Regions from separate parts of the Zea mays genome. Here all the other regions are linked to region 3. A link is a contact called in public Hi-C and HiChIP or PLAC-seq data. All regions are on one chromosome and are shown on one strand. The core of a region is the stretch at or near the end of the contact, and the rest is flanking DNA. Distances in the headings are between cores, read along the strand shown. Region 1 holds the start of LOC100382184. Region 2 holds the start of LOC109942973 (ethanolamine-phosphate cytidylyltransferase). Region 3 holds the start of LOC100282546. Region 4 holds the start of LOC100382965. Region 5 holds the start of LOC100285678.

What was found. A called contact is a pair of places that touch in the nucleus more often than the background predicts. HiChIP or PLAC-seq counts read pairs in DNA pulled down with a chosen protein or histone mark.
Region 1: a contact with region 3 is called in a Hi-C map of tassel, with 1.8 times the contacts expected there. The contact joins the promoter of LOC100382184 here to the promoter of LOC100282546 in region 3. A contact is called at or near these places in 2 of 25 Hi-C or Micro-C datasets (leaf and tassel).
Region 2: a contact with region 3 is called in a Hi-C map of leaf, with 5 times the contacts expected there. The contact joins the promoter of LOC109942973 here to the promoter of LOC100282546 in region 3. A contact is called at or near these places in 4 of 25 Hi-C or Micro-C datasets (ear, leaf and leaf mesophyll).
Region 4: a contact with region 3 is called in an H3K4me3 HiChIP or PLAC-seq map of leaf, with 4 times the contacts expected there. The contact joins the promoter of LOC100382965 here to the promoter of LOC100282546 in region 3. A contact is called at or near these places in 5 of 25 Hi-C or Micro-C datasets (bundle sheath, leaf, tassel and 1 more) and 1 of 3 datasets of contacts at active chromatin or transcription factors (leaf).
Region 5: a Hi-C map of tassel shows a contact between it and region 3, with 3 times the contacts expected there. The contact joins the promoter of LOC100285678 here to the promoter of LOC100282546 in region 3. A contact is called at or near these places in 2 of 25 Hi-C or Micro-C datasets (leaf and tassel).

What each region holds. Positions count from the first base shown.
Region 1 is chr10:67,853,059-67,855,781 of Zm-B73-REFERENCE-NAM-5.0, forward strand. LOC100382184 reads right to left here and starts at 1,337. Exons shown (of 4, transcript NM_001174943.1): 1 at 1,079-1,337. The coding sequence starts at 1,311.
Region 2 is chr10:67,759,547-67,762,291 of Zm-B73-REFERENCE-NAM-5.0, forward strand. It overlaps LOC109942973 (ethanolamine-phosphate cytidylyltransferase), which reads left to right and starts at 1,414. Exons shown (of 10, transcript XM_020545589.1): 1 at 1,414-1,964.
Region 3 is chr10:67,397,216-67,399,915 of Zm-B73-REFERENCE-NAM-5.0, forward strand. LOC100282546 reads left to right here and starts at 1,276. Exons shown (of 3, transcript NM_001155454.2): 1 at 1,276-1,605; 2 at 2,626-2,700.
Region 4 is chr10:67,655,886-67,658,585 of Zm-B73-REFERENCE-NAM-5.0, forward strand. It overlaps LOC100382965, which reads left to right and starts at 1,335. Exons shown (of 11, transcript NM_001353406.1): 1 at 1,335-1,610; 2 at 2,487-2,656. The coding sequence starts at 1,459.
Region 5 is chr10:67,095,902-67,098,639 of Zm-B73-REFERENCE-NAM-5.0, forward strand. LOC100285678 reads left to right here and starts at 1,401. Exons shown (of 6, transcript NM_001158569.1): 1 at 1,401-1,517; 2 at 2,511-2,626. The coding sequence starts at 2,572.

The DNA of each region.
Region 1 (2,723 bases), core at 87-2,586, 460 kb after region 3:
CCCAGTTTTGAACAGCCTACTAGCCACCAGCAGAATATACTCCCACTAACCTATGTACTTCTACATGGACGAAGAAATCAACAATCCTACTCGAGCTAGATGCCATATAGCAGAAAGAAATGCCTAGAGGCCAGAGGGAGCAGCTCCAATATTACAAGTTTGTTTATTCCACACTAGATATAAGCTTCCTTCGAATATGTTCAGGAGCTTACTAGTGATCATTTTTTTCCCAGGGAATACAGTTAGAAGCACAAGCAGTAGTAAAAAAATACTGGTGCTGGCAGAGAAAGAGAAACCAATTAGTAACAGGAATAAATAGATATCAATTTGAAGTGTTCAGTTGGTAAAAAAAACTTGAGAAAGTTAATCAGATGAGTGCCGATGGATGTGATTGATAGTTGCAGAATTCTATTCAAGTCAGTTTGCAATCCCAAAGCAACAGGAAGCAATAGGTAGTATCCTTCAGAAGTGGTGCAGCCACACCAAGGGTTGGTCGAATGGGTTATTATCTTGGATGGATATGAAAATGCAAGCAACAAACTCCAGCCAAGCGTCTAAAGCCCATGGTGTTATTCTCATGTGCTTTATGTTTGTGTATTCTCTACCCAAGTAATACACATAACAAAAACAATTGTTACCGTTAAACTTACCAACAAAATAGAAATTCCGTACAGTATTATTCCAGTTCCACCACCAAGAAAATCGGGCACAGGAATTATACACATGTACATGGCCTACTTCATACCAGTAAGCATGTTCCCAAAAAGATCCCTGAAATTAAGGAAACATAGTTGAATAGCCCCCTTTGTTTTCCTACCTCCTTTCCGCTTTTTTGCAGTACGATCTACTAGCCATCAGCTACAACTACCAGCAGCATCTACCACTAGCCTGCTACTGTGAGACGACAAATCAAAGATTCCTGCTGGACAAACCATAGCACACCTCACAATCGTCACGATACAAGTTCACAAACAGCCAGCAAGCAGAATCGACAACAACAAAAGAAGACAGAATTGCATCGACTGAGATGCGGAGCTAGCAGAAGGAAGCGGAGGATAAAGGAAGGGGGGGTGCTCACGAGATGTGGAGGTGGCGGAAGAGGAGGCCGAGGATGGAGAGCGAGCAGAGGAGGACGAGGAGCACGTCTGCTGCAAGGGACACCGCGCTGGCTCGCCGTACCGCGCAGTGGTAGTAGACCAGCCCCCCACACACCGCGCCAACCGCCCACCGGCCGGCCCCTGTCCCCCCTCCGCCTCCGCCTCCGCTCCCCCTCGCCGCCGCGGAATCGCCGTCGACGCCGGTGGGGTCCATGGGCGCGTCTGGTGCCGTGCCCTGCTTCTTGGACCCCTCTTTCCCACCGTCCTCTTCTAGTCTTCTACTGGATGGGCCGGGCCAAGTCATCGTTAGGCTGTTAGGTTAAGCTTTTTTTAAGGAAATTTTCTAAGAATGTGGTTGGTAAGAGAATCTAACGGTACGTTTGGTTGGAGAGTCAATTAAAATAGAACGGTTCCATTCTAGTTTTTTATAATGGATTCGTTCTATTTTTTGTTTGACAAACATAAAACAGAGTCGCCCTATTTTTTTGTTTGGTTGAAGAGTAAAATAGGGCGGAGCCACTCCGTTCTTTGTTTGGTTGGAGAGACATATGAGTGTAGAGGAGAGAAAAGGAAGAAGAGCGCTCGCATCCGAGAGAGCCCTCGCATCCAATCATTTTGTTGGAGCGGGAGCACTCCAATTATTTATGGTAAATTTTCATATAAAACTTCACTCCTTTTTTGTTAGAAACCAAACATCCAAAAAAACTAGAATAGCGCCGCTCCATTCTTCTCCACTTCTCAACCAAACGCACCCTAAGTATCACGTGGGAACAAGATAAAAAGGGTCGTGTTTAGTTTAGGACGTAGAAAGTAACTGTTTCCTGTTTCCTCAACGGGTCATAATTTTATGTTCACGTTGATTTTAGATGGTTTTGATCAAAGCGATTTTTATAAAAAAAACGGGCGGGCTGACACGTCTACGACTACGGTATTTTTAGAAATTTCTTTAACCAGTTAGTACTTATTAGCTAACTAGCAGTCCAATATTCACTAATTTAAACTATATATATGTTCTTTTTTTTATCTAACTTGTGACTAGTCCTGGGCCGGTCCTGAGGGCGGGCAACCGGAGCGGCCGCACCGGGCCCCAAAATTCCAGGGGCCCCACCCAGCTATACATACAGTGTATATACGTCAGGGAGTGCAAGGGCGATTACTTGATGTTAATCCAAGAGCTTTATATATGCCATGTGCTTGTCATAGTCTTAATCTTACACTTTATGACATGGCTAAATCTTGTGAGAAAGTTGCTACGTTCTTTGGAATTGTGCAAGCTGAGAAGGCCTTTGAAGTTAACTATTTCTTAGTTGTTGTTGATATGGCAAACAGCTCACTGAAAAATAGATTTGAAGAACTCCAGACATTCAAGAGTATATTTGGGGTTTTATTAAGCTCGACAACATTGAAGTCGCTATGGAGATCTTTGAGTATATTCGGAAAATGGATTCGTATCCAAATATTTCAATCGCTTACCAGATATTATTTACTGTGCCTGTAACTGTTGCATCAGCTGAGAGAAGCTTTTCAAAGTTGAAATTGTTGAAGAACTATTTAAGGTCAACAATGTCTCAAGAACGGCTCAACGGATTGACCACTTTATGTATTAAGAAGAAATTATTGGACAAG
Region 2 (2,745 bases), core at 164-2,663, 360 kb after region 3:
AAACTAGCCCGAAGAGTTTTTATTTTTCGTCCGTTTTTCATCAGACGAGTTTGCTTTAAAAATATGGGTATTCGGGTGGGGGTCAAAGGAAATAGCCGCGACCGCGAGACACCGCTGGGACCTACCGCTACCGCCCCGCTGCGGCTCCCCGCTCCCTGGGGGCGCGTGCCGTCGGGCCCACGCGACAGTCCGCATCGTCCGACGGGGCCTGCGGCACACGTACGCGACCGGCAAGTCTGGGTCTGGCCGTAGGTGGGGGACCCTTCGCCCCAGGCGCCTCGCGAAAATCGCGTGCCGCTTTTCACACGTTCACCCCTACAAAAGCTTGGAATCACTAGTCTCCTCCCTAATTAATTAATTCATTAATTTATTAATACGACATCGTTCAACGTTCATAGTACGCGGTTTCAAGCACCGGTTCCGTTTTTTTTTCTCGTTTTGTTTTCGAACTATATTTAGTTTTAAAATCACAAAGTATATTTCCCTCTTGAAGAACTGTGCATCTTCTGACGCAAACGCACGAGTTATTTGACACTGCAAGTGCAAGGCGTCGATCTGGCTAGCATTTTCTAAACAGTCAGGCGCGCACTCTTTCCTTATATTTTCCACGTTAAAGCTTTTCAACGAATAAACTCGAACTTCCCGTCGCCATTTTAATGGTCAAAGGTTTGGTGCCTACTAGAATCACTAGAACATTAGAGTTTCGTCGTAGGCTATGCTAGCCGAGCTCGGCTCGGCTCGGTGTGGCTTGTTTAGTAGTGGCTGAGCCCGACTCGACTCGTCTACTCACAGAGCTGTAAAAAGAGGTTCAGCTCGGTTCGCGAGTTGCACCTTAAAACTCATATTACATTATATAGTGAATTAATTATCTATAAATATGAAATAAATAATTATAACATGACATTACAAGTAATTTAAATTATAATTGTTATATATACATTTTTAAAGACTAGAAACGAGTCAGATATCTATAAAATTATCCAATATCCATTATTATTGTGTAGGTTGATTATTTTTATGCAGCTCGTGAGCCAACACGATATTAAAAATAATTTAAATTATAATTGTTATATATGCATCATTAAAAATTAAGAAACGAGTCATATATCTATAAAATTATCTATTATTCATTATTATTGTGTAGGTTGATTATTTTTGTGCAGCTCGCGAGCCGGCTCACGAGTCAGAGCGGCTCAGCTCGTTTCCTCAACGAGCTTGAAAACCTAGCTCAGCTCGGCTCGCTCGAGGCTCACGAGCCGGCTCGCAAGCTTCAAATTTTTTTGCGGACCTAGCTATGCCTAACAATATCTAATACTAATTGGCATGTTTATTATTAGGTCTACTTGAGTCCACTAATAGTAATTCTAGCTGCTAATTTTTAGTATAAAGAGAGAGAGAGCGCTAAGAGTCAATACATACATCCTGTCTTCCTAGAAACTTGAAACTAGGATTGGGTTAAAATTGGAACCGAGTTTAGTGCCATGGATGAATGAGTGTTTCACATTGTTATCGCGTCAAAACGGAAATAAGAGGAGGGGATTAAGCTAATGCCTTGTCATCACTGGGTGGCAAACTGTCGTATTTTCATTGATGCGGTGTTTTCTTTCCCGTCAGGTACTTCCAGCCGTGTGGGCCCGGGGCAGTTTGGTTGGTGGACGTGAAGCTACCCACGCTTCCACCAGCCCCAATTGGCGAGGCCACACCACACCACACCACGCGGGAGCGGGGCGGGCACCAGAAGCAGACGGCGAGCGAGCGACACACCTCTCATCTGCCCGCCCCTCTCCTCCGTCCAGCCTCTCCCCCTCTCCTCTCCTCTCCTCCCAAAACAAGAGCAGCGAGACGCGCGCGCGCGCGCCACGAGCTGGTGGAACCTCGCCGCCTCCCGCGGCAGATCTCGCGCCGAGCCCTGGTTTCGACGCGAGATCCGCGCCCGCCGTCCGCCGCTCGCCGCCTCCGTCCCGGTGCGTCTCCCGCCCTTCTTCCCTCAGCCTGCGCGCTCGTCGAATGCAGCGTGGGAAGATCCCTGTTTTTCTTCTTCTTCTTCTTCTCTTACTTTGGTTCCTGTTGCGATCCCATTTGATCTACGCCATGCCGCTGCCAACTTGTCGTTCACGAAAAGAAAATTCTCCCTCTCTCTCTCTCTTTCCGGCTGTCATTTGTGTGTCGATTCACGTGAGCGACGATGGAATGGGATCACGGCCGGCGGGGAGATCGCGTTTTGGTGCGCCCGCTCTTGGCGGTGATGTAACCGGGGATTCCGGGCGATTGGAGTGTGGATTGGAGCTGATGCATTTTGCTACCTCCAACCTTACCTTCCTCCCGTCCCTCCTGCGCCTACTGGAAGGTCGAATCTCGATAGATTCTACCTGTCTGTTTAGCTGGCCGCAGTGCTCAACTTGAAACGTGGTGGTCGCGAATTGCGATGGGAATCAGATTCTCTCCCGGGCATGTTTGATTCTCTGGTTGCTGTCAGGACAGGGTGCTGGAAACGGATTCGTTTCTGAATTCGCTTGCTCGCTGTATTCTTTTTTTATTAGCACTGCTGCGAAATTAGAGGAGCTTGCTCAACCGTACTCAGAGTTGCCGCCTCCTTTCTGGAATGAACAAATCACAAATGAGCTGTGTTTCTTGCTGAGAAAGAAGGTAGAATCTCATCATGAACAAATCTCATGGTAGCAGCATGTTTGTACAGCCCCGTCAGTCGTTCCGTGTCTTCTTGTAAAAGCAATTCGAGTTCTTTCC
Region 3 (2,700 bases), core at 26-2,525:
CCTCTAGCCGCCCGACGTGGGCGTGAGTAGTGAGCCTCCGGCGTGGGAGAACAATGGCTCCTGACTGGTCGCTGGTTAACCACAGCTTTGGAAGCTTGGATGGTGGCTGGTGGTTGCAGGGAATTTTGGAGTCTGGGAGTGGCGCTGGCGAGTGGCGATTAGGTTGCCACTACTGCGCTGCACTACAGGGAGAAAGACCAAACAACACTAGTGGGCTTCGGTCAACTCGGGTTGGGTGTTGTCCTAGCCGGTTAGGGGTGCCAAATTATTTTCATCGGGTGCCCGTGGGTCACCCACGAGTGAACTTAGAAACCTGAACCCGAAGAGTTATATGTCGGGTCTGGGTCACACCCACATGTGAAAATAAGCGCCCGCACCCGTCGGGTCGGGTACCCGAACCCACGGGTGAAATTGCCATCTCTAGACAAGACAGACATATTAAGACTAATTAGTCCATGATTCGCCAGTGTGATGCTATAGTAAACACTTGCTAATCATGGATTAATTATGCTTAATAAATCTGTCTCGTTGTTTAGTCATCATTTATGTAAGAGCATGTACAATTCTGAGCCCTTAGATCAATTTTTCAATTATAGGAGACAACATGGAGACTGCATGATACAATTTTGAGCCTTAGATCATAAATGTACTTAAGAGACAATATATAGAGAGAGTTGTGTAGAGACATAGTATTTGCTAATAGCATGTTTCTTGTACTTTTTTATTTAACCCCTAAAGACACATCAAGTGACACCATAATAAATAGGGTTATACATTCTCTAATTAGTTTTATAATTAAACTATATTTAATATTTATAATTAATAAATACTCGAATATCAATTTAACACGGACTAAACTTTAATGAGCGAAACCACGCGTTCTTAACACACGATACTAGATGTGTATATTAAAGGGTGCACAACTGTATTTTTCAAAAGAAAAGATAAAATAAAAAAGAATTCGGGCGGCACGCAATGACGCACGCCCATGATGCGGGTGTAGCTGCAGTCCGACCGTACGTCAGATGCCAGACCACCACCGTGCCGTTTGGCCTGGGCAACCAAGCCTCCGACGGGCGACCGATTTGCACAGAGGCCCCTCGCCAACTCCCAAATCCCCCGCCCACCACCGCAATATCCATCCCTGGCCCCCCCGCGCCGCGCAGCGCAGGCCCCACGCTGATCCGCTATCAGCCCCGCCACGTGGCTAACCTGCCAGTTCATGACCCCACGGCCCCCGCGATATACTCCACCCAGCGACAACGAGGCGACTCCACTCTCGCTTTCTTCTGTCTCGCCTCGCCCTCGCCTTTGTTGATCTTTTCCTCTCTCGCGTTCCCCTCGCCTTCCTCTTCCTCCCCCACACCCACCGGTCGCCGCCCCCGTCGCCCCGTCCTCCTCGGTCCAGAGACGAGGGGGTCCGCGCCGTTCCGACGCCACACCGCAACCGCATCACATCACACACCGCCTGCTCCCACCGTCCGTCCGCCCTCCCTCGATCGCGCCCCCCGGATCGCTGGTACCTCCGCGCGCGGCTCCGACCTCATCTTCCTCCATCGACTGGCATCGGCAGCGGCGGCGTGTTCCCGGCCAGCCTTCGAAAGGGTGAGTGCACTCTCTCTCTCTCCCCGCAGGTCCGCACAGGGCTGGCTTCTTCCTTGCTTGCTCTTGGATTCCACCACGGTCAAGTGCTGTGGGTTGGCGACGGCGGTTTGGTCCCACCCGTGCTCCTCTTGCGGGGGGTTCAGTTTGATTCAGGCTCTCGTTCATGTTATCTGGGAAGGATTGAGGTGGGGTGGGGGTGGCGAGGTCGGTTTCATGTTCCTGTCTGGGGCTTTCGATTTGCTTCTGGAAAGGTCTGCAGCCGCCGCATGTTCGTTGTCAAGGTTGCCATTTTGGGGGCAATTCGTTAGGGATTTGAGGTTACCTGTTTTGGACGCTGTCGAATTTTTTCCACTTCTGGAATTCCTATAGGTTTCCGATTCCCTTCTGTGCTTGCAATTGCAAGTTGGCGACTGTGGCGATTATAGGACGCAGCTACGAAGAGATACAATATCATCTCTACCACTCCACTTTAATAATTTTTTAGGATATATTTGGAGATAACACAAAAGACGCAACGCATGTGCCCTCACTTTATTTCCGAAGCAGAGGCTATTAACAAAATGTTTGATGGTGATTGGTTCATAAATGGGAAATATTTAATGCAAAACTGATTTGTGTCCAATACCTTGTATTTCTATGTATGTATATATTTCTAGTCTTTGTTGGTGGGTTGGGTCCCTTCCTTAAGGGGTCATTTAATTTCTTTTGCCATCCTTACAGATGGCACCAATTCACCCCAAATCACCAGTCACTGACCAGTGGGACCAGGTTAGTTACTGACAGAGCATTTGGTCTGCCATTCTCTCTGTAAGAATGACAAAAAGATTAGATTGTCCCTTCCTTAAGTAGCAATTCTTGGATGGATGAATTTATTTATGGTTCTATCTTGATGGCAGTGGAAACCATTGTGTCTTGTAGGAATGGATGGAACCTTCAATCCCCGGTCTTTGCTCGACCTGCATCTAGTGGAGGATTACTTTGCCTCTTGTTTCTGACCTCAGTTTTATTCCATGGTTGCAGGTAATCAATCGCCAGACTTTTGGGAGCTCTGTTGGGGGGGACCGGGGGGAAGAGCCAAGTTACTGCAGAGGCTAA
Region 4 (2,700 bases), core at 85-2,584, 260 kb after region 3:
GTGGATTTGTGTGTGTTGCTTCCCTCCCTTACTCCGTACTTCTTTGTGAAATTCAATTGTAAGGGCGAGAGACTCCAAGCTGTGGAGATTCCTCGCAAACGGGAAAAGATCAAAGTAAAGAAGAACACCGTGGTATTCAAGTTGATCATTGGATCACTTGAGAGGAGTTGAGTGCAACTCTCGTCCGTTGGGACGCCACAACGTGGAGTAGGCAAGTTTTGTACTTGGCCGAACCACGGGATAAACACCGTGCCATCTCTGTGTTTGATTTCTTGTGGTTATTGTGTTTGGACTCATCTCTAGCCACTTGGCAACTATTGTGCTAACACTTAACAAGTTTTTGTGGCTATAAGTTTAAGTTTTTCACAGGATCACCTATTCACCCCCCCCCTCTAGGTGCTCTCAGCTGCATGGCACGGGCGCACTGTTTGACGATAGACTAGACAGGTGCGCCGTCTGCAGGATGACCCTGACGCCGTCTGCCAGCGGAGAGGACTGGACGCATTAAATGCCGAGAGGGCACATCGTCTGTCAGTATGGTGGCAGGCGGCGCGTCTTCTCCGCAATAAATGCAGAGACCTCTTGGCTTTAGAGGCCTTACGTCAGGCTCTGACCGTTGTCTTATGTCACAGACCAAAAGCCACGCGGCAGCAGCGGGCCTCCACCTTCGCGGGTAGCGCGAGCACGCAGGGTAAGACCTGGACACGTGCCAGCACCGGACCCTTACTTATTCCAGGGTTCCCCTGTCCCGGGTCCTTGCTGTGGTTCGGACCTCACTTGGAGGGACCTAGGGCCCATCCGAGGGACCCGGCATGCCTCCTTGGGAGTCCCGGATCGTAATAGAGGATCCAGATTGTGTGTAGAGGGGTCCGGTATTCCTCCGTAGAGGTCCGGACCCAACGATGCATCCTGGGGTGCATCATCTTCCCTTGCCGCACGGTGCTCCTAGACCTGCCCATGTGGTGGGTCAGGTGCCGTTCTTCGTGCGGCCAGGAGACGTCGTATGTGTACAACGTCTTTATACTATAGTAGAGGGTACCCCTGATCCAGAGTACCGACAATATTTTTATTTTTAGTAAGTAATTTGTAATTCCTAAAATTTTAGAAAATTATGGTGAATATAATATATAATATAAATGTTTTATAAATTTATATAAAGTTTGTACACCAGTAAAAATAGAATGAAAAAGATAAATTTAATATTATTTAAATCAATGTCACGTCAACTACTAATAACTAAAACTAAGGGTTGTCTCATATTCGAATTGCCTCCTCCAAGCCTTGTATTTACGCCCCAGTCCCCAGTCTCTCCACCTAGAATCGAATCCGCGATCTTCTTCTGCTCCAAGCAAAGCCGCACCCAGACCTCGACGGACGGCGAGCAGCAAGAGGGCAAGCCCGTACCCTATCGACTCGAACCTCGGAGCGGCGGATCGGTACTCGTAGGCAGTGGTGGACATGGCTTCGGCGGCGGTGATGGTGAGCTCGGCGGGCTCCCTGCTGGCGATGCTGCAAGAGCCGGCGCCGGAGCTCAAGCTCCACGCGCTCGCCAGCCTCAATTCTCTCGTCCACGCCTTCTGGCACGAGATCTCCACCAGCGTCTCCTCCATGTAAGTCCCCTCCTCCTCGCGCCCTTCCCCGCTCCTCCAGCGGCCCCCTCCACTCCCGCCCGGCCGACCCCTCAATTTGCCCGCTCTACCGCCGCCACAGCCGACGGCAGGTGCTGCATCGCCCCATCGCCGCGCGTTTCCATTAGTTTCGGTGAATTTCTGTTAGCCTAGGTTCGATTCGGGCTCGCCTGCAGAGGTCCGGCTAGATGGCGGCGGCGCCGCCGCGTCGAGTTCCATTCAGAGGGAACCCTGTGTCCGATCTGTTGGGATGGAGGTTTTGGGAGGGTTAATGTGCTACCGTTGGTAACTGGAAACCTAGAATTTTTAGAATTTAGAGCTTGTCATGACATGTCCTCCAATTTATGGACACTGTTTGCTGAAAAATTTGAACTTTGTTGCTAAGTTTCTAGATTGTTTAAGGCAACAAATCCCGAACTTCTATATTCGGGTTGTCATGATAGGGTATGAATCAAATGTGGTAACTTTGTTCTTTAAAATAAAAACTTGTAACCTGTGACAAAGTAATACTGATTATGTGTTTATACTGTTTAATGTCTCTCTTAATGTCGGAACTGCCCTTAGCTTATTGGTTGCTCCTCAGTTCAATAGAAGCTATCCAGTCATAGCGGAGAAATGAGTAAATGCTATATGAGAATTGGTGTTTATTTCCTGGGAGTTGCATTCATTTTAGAAGGATCCGTATGAATACCAAGATTCTTCATGACTGATGCAATTGATGTGCATGTGGCAATATATTTTGTCTCTTTATTATCCTGGTCACTGGTTGTAAAAAGTTTTGACAATCAGTTTGTGCTTAGGTGCTTTGCTTTGTCCTGTATTCCTATTTCCTCACAATTTGTTCCCTGCTGCTTGCAGTGAGAGTTTGTATGAAGACGAGGAGTTTGTCCAGAGGCAACTTGCAGCACTAGTTGCCTCTAAGGTATTTTTCTACTTGGGCGAGCTAAATGATGCTCTGTCATATGCACTTGGCGCTGGACCCTTGTTTGATGTTTCTGACGACTCTGATTATGCTCAAACACTGTTAGGTGAGGAACTGCCTGGTGCCTGCATCATGGCCAGTTAATTATTG
Region 5 (2,738 bases), core at 151-2,650, 300 kb before region 3:
AAAGCTAGTCCACTACAACCAAACGAGACATATTGCTGAGTATGTTGATGTGTACTCACCCTTGCTTTACACACCAAACCCCCTAGGTTGTCCACGTTGCAACCACTGCTCAGGAGAAGATGAAGTCGAGGAGGAAGACTTCCAGGAGTTACAAGAGTACGATGAGTTCTAGGCGTGGGTTAGCGGCAAACCCCGGTCGACTACCTGTGTATGCCGTGTGTATCTACGTTTCTTTTCTGCACTTTGATAATTGTTAAAGACTATGTGGATGTCTCGGACATCATGATGTAATTGACTATTATACCTTCTTTTATGTTATTATTTTAGCATTGTGTGATGATGTCCAGTTATATAACTGTTGTGTACGTGAATTGCTGATCCTGACACGTACATGGTTCGCATTCGGTTTGCCTTCTAAAACTGGGTGTGGCACTACCTATGCATAGGGTGGGCCCCTTGGGTCCACTGCCAGCCTCCCATATGGATGTAAAAAGAGGTGTGGTGAAAAATATAACCATACCAATCTATAATTACCCCGTTGAAGGGAATATTCCGGGGATGTAGCAGGTGACTAGGGGTATAATTGTATTTAGGCCTAATGATCCCCCGGTTATCCTATAAATACCTATGTTCCTGTAGCAAGATGGGAGACACTTGACAAGACATTCATCTGTTTTGTCGTGCCATCCGTCACTTTACTCTCGAGTGCTTGGGCCCACTGTTCCCGTCCCCACCACTCTCCTACCAGCTTGTGATGCCTTCGCTATTGGTAGGTATAGATCCGTATACTTATTCGGATGTTAAATTTTAGACCCCCTTTATTCGCTTGTGAATAAATAACATATATAATTTGCTTTGTAAATTTGTATTCTTGTTTTGAACATTGAGCCTATTAATATTCATAAAAAGTAAACCTCAAATTCATTCTATGTCTTTTTAAATAACTGATATAAAATTCAGATGTTTTTTCATTTTTTGTTGTAGGGAGAAAATAATGCATAAAAAGCTATACAAAATTTTATTCTCGTACTTCGTAATATTTGTAATAACATAAAATAAAAATTAACACAAAATTCTATACATATCTAAGCTAAAATATTAATATAATTCAGATGTTGAAACATTCCTAAGGTCTACTTTGGGAAGCACAAATCGTCTTCGGGATTGGAGGGGTTGAGATAGAAATAAACAAATTTTCTCTTTAATTATATTCAATCCCAGAAATTTGACTATCTGTCAATAAAAAATTAGCATCATTTTCCATTACTGACAGCCACTGCCCTGGTCCTGTGGTCAATTCAAAAGCCAAACGAACTTCTCTGTTCACTTGCATGTAAAAGGGAGGTTTCACAGGTGGGCCCCACTGTCTCACCCTCAACAACCCCACCATCCCCAGCGCCAGCGGATCGATTCCCGAGACACGAGCGCCAGCGGATCGATCATTCGATCCCCACCACTGCCCGAGGCCCCCTCCTCGCTGACTTGGCTCCTCCGCCGTGGCCGGAGGCGAAGCAAGTGTAAACCAGCCCACCCTCCTCCCCGTCTCCTCTCCCTCCCCATGCGCTGTTTTGTTCTGTATTGGGTTGTGCGCGGGGGACAGGACGCCTCCTGCGCCGACCGTTCCGTTCGTGTTTGTGCCTGCCTGTGCCTTCGGTTGTTCCTCTGAGCGACGGCGAGTCGGCGACCGAGGTGGGGTTCCGAGCGCCCCAGCCCGTGGTGGAATTCGTTTGGTCTGGTTGTTGCGGTAACAGCCTTCCACCCCCCCCCCCCCCCCCCCCCCCCCCTCCCCCCGACACTTCTGCTTTGAGTGCTGGGCTGCAGCACCTGATGCTTAGGATATCCAGGGTGCCGATCCGAATCGCAGCCTCAACGTGGGCAAAGCACTGGACCCGCAGTATCTACCGCTGCCGTTTCTTGCCCGTAGTTTGTAGTAAAAATTACATGTTGTTGCCCCTTGCCCGCCCGGGGAGTTCTGCTCGTACTGCATCATCAGAGGTGACAGGTACTTTGACTCTGGCGCTACGGTAAACGGGTAAAGAACAGTGACTTGTAGTTACTGTGTCATGGAATGGAACCGCCGTACTTGGATTGTTTGCAGGATCGAATTGAGCTTGGATGGAATGACCAATCTATTTTTCAGTGTGTTACTCTGTTGGCAGTGCTTGTTCGCAACCTATTTTCATACGAAGTTTCTACTTGCTTCGTTGAAAAAGTAAGCGATGTCAAAAGGTGTAAAAACGTTGAAATCGTGTTGGTTCTTGTCACTGTAGGGATATGTTCTGGATATGTTCTGGATATTTCGATATTGGAGGGTGCCATTAACAAATTGATGAGTTTGACCTCCCTACTGTTACCAGTTTGTATGACTGCATAACTGTTGTACTGTCATGTTCTGGATATGTTTCTCTATGACCGCCACTACCATTAATGGTCCTTCAGTGTCATCTCTACTTTTTTGTTGAATGATGAATGAATGGCTCACAGACATCATTTGGTTTTATTGCTTGTAGGGGGACCACAGAAGCATTAGCTGGGTGAACTCTTTCAAAAGGGGCAGGTGCGCTAGTTTGAATGGCTGCTACAAAGCTTCAGGCCTTTTGGAACCACCCTGCTGGCCCCAAAACCAGTTAGTCGTTTTCTAGACTTTAATCTTTTTGCTTTTTTTTTTCTTTGTTAACAGTGAACAAAGCATCCCTCATATTACGTAATGTTGTGTTCGTTATTGCTGGTCACGGCCA